Regions from separate parts of the Lactuca sativa genome. Here region 1 is linked to region 2. Evidence: chromatin contacts called from public Hi-C data. All regions are on one chromosome and are shown on one strand. Each heading gives the region's core, a stretch centred on a gene start, on an enhancer-like site or on the middle of the called end of the contact. The rest is flanking DNA. Distances are from core to core; before and after follow the strand shown.

Region 1 (2,895 bases), core at 358-2,857, 330 kb after region 2:
GAGATCCAAATCCACAAAGTTGATCAGTAAGTTGCTAAAATCAAGTTCAATGTTCCGCAATAATTACTAAACTGAAGATCCCATAATCATATCACACTTTATCTTCAAAAGTATGAAACACCTCTTGTTCTTGAATCATAATAAGAAATTTAAATAAAAAAATATCAAACATCCTATGTTAGAGTTTGAATAATAAATAATCTAAATCCAAGACATATATAATGCGACAATAAGTTTGATCAACGATGACTAAAAATCAATGTCACATCTTATCAGTAAATAAATCATAATCTTTAGAAGTCTCGAAAATCTAAGCTCGAAAACCATAAAATCGGATAAGGATGCTCACATAATATTTCCCTTATTTTTATTTATCACCAATACAATAAGATAAAAAATTAAATGAACTGGGCTGAAGAATGTCAGATAATAGGAGCTTCATAGGCTCCCTTAGATGTAAAACATAGATGAAAGTAAAATAAGTACTTTTAAACATCTATAGCCCATTGATTCTATTGTTGAACTGTTTGAACAAATACCAAAATACATATAAAACTCAACTGGAAAAATCTCTGGTACGTTGAAAATTGTTGATGTACTCACAATGTTGAGTCAGAATCTTAAGGCAGTCTTCTATTGAGAAAGTATGCTTTACCAAGATACGAATCATAAAACATCTCATAAAAGCGAAGTTTATGAACAACATTGTTGATCAAACTTAGTTGTTAATGTAAACCCAATGAGAATGGTTTGATGCCCGGTCTGTGACGTGGAGAATAATTGGTCCTAAGATAACTTATCCAAACACTTCTTGTCGAAGGACCTTGATTATAGACTCGGTACGGCCTTGGGTCGACAAATTAGTTGAAATAGACTCGGGGGTGAAATAGACTCGACAAAGTCTTGAGCTGACATATATGTATGGTATGCAGTATTTTGGGGAACTCACTAAATTCGTGCTTACGGTTTTCAGTTTATGTCCGAACACCCCCAAGGCCAACTTAAGGTTCTAAATGTTTGTGTGATTTCCGTAAACAAATAATTGTATTATTTATATACTTGTATTATTGGGCTATTGGCGATGTTTACTTTAGAAAACTCTTTTTAAAAAAGCCGTACAAATTATCATCCGAACCAATTTTGTTAATGTTGAAAAAATGCGTACATGTTATCATCCAAACTGATTTTGTTAATTTCAAATTCGATTATTGTCCGTTGAAATGATATAAAAAAACATAACTTTAAGATCACTAAAAAGATTTGATAGTTATATGCTATAATATTTTGTTATATGTCGATATAATGGATGAAAGGAGTTATAGATGAAAACGATTTAGAAATATTTTTTTCTCTAAAAAGACAAAAACGCCCTTAGAAAGTTGATATGTGCAATTAGCATGCGTTATTTAATGGTTGTTGACAATGACGTTTGGGCTAGAGACTTGAAATTGCAATAAAAAGTTTTGAGTTTTTGACAAAAAAAAAATCATTTTGCAAAATAAGGTATAGTCTAGGGACTATTTCTGTAACTTAATAAAAAACGGAAGAAAAGATATCTAAGAATGGCCTCACACAAATTCGAAATCGTATAAATTTGAAGTGACAATTTATGCAGCGCGTACATACTACTTGAAACTTGAAAGTCAATCTTCATCGCAGAATAACCATCTTCCATTGTTGGCTTCATCGATTATTCTTCCACATTCTTCTCCTTTTTGACCCAGTCTATGTATATGCAAGTGGTGATCACCTACCCTTATTTAACAGTCCTATAATTATAATCCAGAAGACCACAAACTGAAGAAGGAAGCGAAAATTTAAATCCGCCTCTAGCAAGATAATTTCATGATTCAAATGTAGTCAACAGGTATGAACTCTGATCTGTAATTATTCTATTTGTTTTTTATTTTCCAGCGCAATTAATGCTACTATGATTCGAATGTTATTTGTCAACAACGAATTTGATTTGCTTCTCACTACTCGATAAAACCAATCGTTAAGTTCTTCATGTGCTTTCATATCTCTATATGAATACTTCATTTCCAACCTTTCTTCATGTTTTTCTTAAAAAAAGGGTTCGTGTATGCAAGTTTTTATGTTGTTTCTCATCGTTTTTGTTCCCTCGGGTCTCATTTCTAGAGTTCATTATCCAGTCGTAACTGAAGCATAAGAATTCTGACCTGAAATCATTCTTATATTGCTTTTTTTATTGGAAATATCGCTTTTATGATGGAATCATTGCGTTTTTAGTTAGATTTTACTACTTAGATTGATCATGAGTGTCAACTGTGCATGATTGATTCTATCAAAACTGTTTTCAGGAATGTTATAGAACCAATTTGATGTTAGAAACTTGATCGTTTTCGTATTAATTCCTAAACGTGGGAGATATTATCTAATAATATTAATTGCTTTGATATTCTTTGAACTGTAACTCATCATCATCATCAAGTTCTTCAAATCTATTCATTATAAAGTTGGAATATGATGAGGTTATAAAAATTTAAAATAACGTAAATTATTGCATTTATTTTGATGCTTCATGTTCCAGTATTTCTTCTTTCTAATAAAAAACTATTTGGCGTGTAAAAGTCATTCACATCTGAAGTCGTAGTAATGAGTATCTGAAGGGAAATCCTTGTTTCTGTAATTTACCCATTGATATATTTGTTATTATAATATTAATTTTTAGCCTATATGTCAAACACATGCCCCACAACCTTTTGATAATAAAAGTAGGTAGTTGAAGTATAAGGTGCAATGTAATCTGAGTATGAACTTAGGTCCACTCATTAAATTCAAAGACACATCAAACTAGTTGAAAGTAACATACAAGATATATATTATATTATGCTAAACGTAAAAAAATATTATTTATTGATTTTCCTTTAAATA
Region 2 (3,035 bases), core at 48-2,547:
TATCTTCTTCCAAGATAAACTTTTGTCTCAGTTGCTACAATGAAAGAAAAAAGAGTATTAAACCATGTAATTATGTCACCAAAAAAAGAAAACCGAGTTCAAACGATTGTTTAACAAGAAGCAGTGAATGACACACTTATAGCAAATCATTCAAAGATCTTTACTTGATACATGTGCCCATTCTATGCCCTTTTATGATTATAAAATATATATATTTAAAGCAGAATGGTAAAAAGAACTAGGTAACAAAAGCACATATCATAATAGTTTTAGAACCTTTCCATGTAGTCATGTAGAGCAGCATATTTATTGTGTAAGATGCATGCAACGTATATAATTATATTAGGAATGGTGTTTGGCATTCGTGTGATGCTGCTGGGATACATGTATGTTCTATGTTTAGCTTTACAGATAAACGCACATAATCAAAAGATTTAGCATTAAAGTATCATCTTAAGTAAAGTTTCACAAAAAGGAGATAACAGCGCGCTTTAAAAAGATACGATTGCCATAATTTACAGCTATAATCCACTGGAGAAGATATAAAACGTCAATAATATTAATGAAGTGACAAAAAGGTACCTCGGATGCCGGATCGGTGGCTAAAACAGCTTGAACAACGTCAGAAAACACTGGATTCCGCAATCCTGATCTTCGCAAAGTCAGTCTATGACCACGGAAATCGCTGGATAATATAGACGACAAAGCCGACGACGATGACTTCCGTATCAGAGAAGTAGCTTGAGCTTGAAACAAAGTATTTCCGCCAATGCAACTACAAGAATTTTTTTGACTTTGATGCTGTAAAACTGGCCCTCGAAGCAAACTATGCCCTACTGAATTGCTCATATTCCTCTCTTCCTTTAATCGATTCAATGTCACTATCCAACAAAAACTCGTGACAGAGCAAGAATCAGTACCATGAGTATACATACTTTCACAATCTTAACAAACAAAAAGTTCACCCATAAACAAACACAAACTGCATCAATTCAACCCATATATACATTGATTAATCGACAAGAACAAAAAATTAACGTAAAATCGTGAAATTAACTATAAGAACACGGAAATTCAGTTAAATGGCTGTGAGGTTGTCGAATAAAGAAACGATAATGTCTGAATTTCGGTGAAATCTTACCTCCGATCAGACTTATTGGGATATGCACAGTGTATATCTCGAAAAGAGAGATGGGTGATGGAGGTTGAAGAGAGTGGAGGGAGTATTATTTTAGTAAAGAGTGCGGTTGAGAGAAGCTTCAAAAATTGGGGGAAAAAAGACGTCGGAAGTCGTATACTAATTTTAAAGGCGATGGAAGTCCTTGTGTTTATGCTAATCGACATAGAACGCCTTTAAGTTTTAGATTGTTCTAAAATGATCACTAATGTTGTGTGGCTTATTCTTTGATGGGTTTGGGCAAATGATATGGGTGAAATATAAAATAAAGCTGTTACAAGATTATATTTTACGATACAGTGACATATGTGGTATGGATTTTGATTTTGTTTGTACTTTGACTTGTATTCGTGATATGATTTTGACATTTGATTTCAGCGGTTTCACTAATAAAGGCAGAATCCCTCCTAAAGCCCATCATACATTGTTGAGTGTCTTTTTAGTAAAATTATCCAAGATATAGAAGTTCACTTCGACATGACTATTAGGCAGAAAACAATTTTTGGGTGTCTAAGGGCATTACATGCTTAGAATTTTCTTATGACTACTCATATTGACGGTCTTAGCCAACGTATGTCGTCAGCGGAGTATTGTGTTATCCTCAGGTATCGTCTTCTGATTCTTTTATTTCCGATTAACAAAACAACCCTTTTTTTGTCGCATGGCATGTTTGGACTCCTTTGGAGATCATGAAGCTCATTATAGAGATCTCTTAGGTTTCGAGTACCAACATAATCTAGTTATGGATGTTCTTTTTGACATATTTAGGCACACTTAGTTTGTGCCAAAAAATAGTCGCCTATGAACTTTTTAAATGGCCCTTTGGAAGGAGGATCGGCATTTAGACCAACTAACGTTTTAGTTTTTAGATGGACATGAGGGAAGCATGTATGTGTAGATCTAACAAGGGTTTACCCTCTTGCGGCTTGAAGTGGGGTTCATTATGGGTCAGGTTTCTTTACAAGTTGTCTCATGTAAAGTGACAAAACATGAGAAAATGTCCGTCCTTATGTATTATTGAGTTAAGTTAGGGCTTGGGCCCTATTTTCTAAAGGGCCCCACTTAACCCAAATACCTCTCTAATGTTGATACATTCTCTTCCCCATTCGCTGATACATACGCCTCAAAAATCAAAAGCGACGATCACACTTATGTTATTCTTCCTTCTTTCTCCATTATTGCACTATGATTGATTAATTCTCGATTCTTTCTCCATTATTTAAAATCTACATTGTCACAAGAAATATTAAATGGGTTAGTTATTTTATCAATTGAAAAACATTTAGTAAAAAAAATTGATTATGAAAAATTTATTAAAGAATTTGCATCTAAAACGGCTAGAAAAATTAACTTAATGTCTTAAATATATTCACAAAAATATATAAATAATAAAAAAAAAATTAACTTTACAATTTATAAACTTTTTAATTTATTATTCTCAGTTTCAAAACTAGATAAAGGAAAATTGTTTATAATATTAAATATAGTAAATGCCAAATTATCCCAAAATTTTGATTTGTCCAGAGCCCTCAAATTAGTTGAGTCACCTCTGCATGAGATACTATGCATGAAAAATCAACACATGTTTATACCTTTTGCGTTTAATATTTTCGGTTTTCTTTCATCAAATGATGTGGAACTTCTTAATAGAGTACAACAGGTCATGCATAGTAATGTTATGACCCCAAAATCTATGAATATTGTTTTTAAAAAAAAATTAATTTTGTCATCCAAAAAAGATTAATAGGACAACTTGTTGTCCATTTATCCGCTATGTCGATGTAAAACTTTTATAATTTAACATTATAATACTGATTTAGTATCCTTCCGTTAAAAGGAAATTACACACATATAGTAA

The links. A called contact is a pair of places that touch in the nucleus more often than the background predicts.
Region 1: a Hi-C map of leaf shows a contact between it and region 2, with 5 times the contacts expected there. The contact joins the promoter of LOC111893833 here to the promoter of LOC111893831 in region 2. A contact is called at or near these places in 4 of 4 Hi-C or Micro-C datasets (bud, leaf and seed).

What each region holds. Positions count from the first base shown.
Region 1 is chr8:291,522,397-291,525,291 of Lsat_Salinas_v11, forward strand. LOC111893833 (cysteine-rich receptor-like protein kinase 2) reads left to right here and starts at 1,608. Exons shown (of 8, transcript XM_023889919.3): 1 at 1,608-1,867.
Region 2 is chr8:291,195,596-291,198,630 of Lsat_Salinas_v11, forward strand. LOC111893831 (alpha-glucan water dikinase, chloroplastic) reads right to left here and starts at 1,298. Exons shown (of 32, transcript XM_023889918.3): 1 at 1,142-1,298; 2 at 583-881; 3 at 1-34. The coding sequence starts at 849.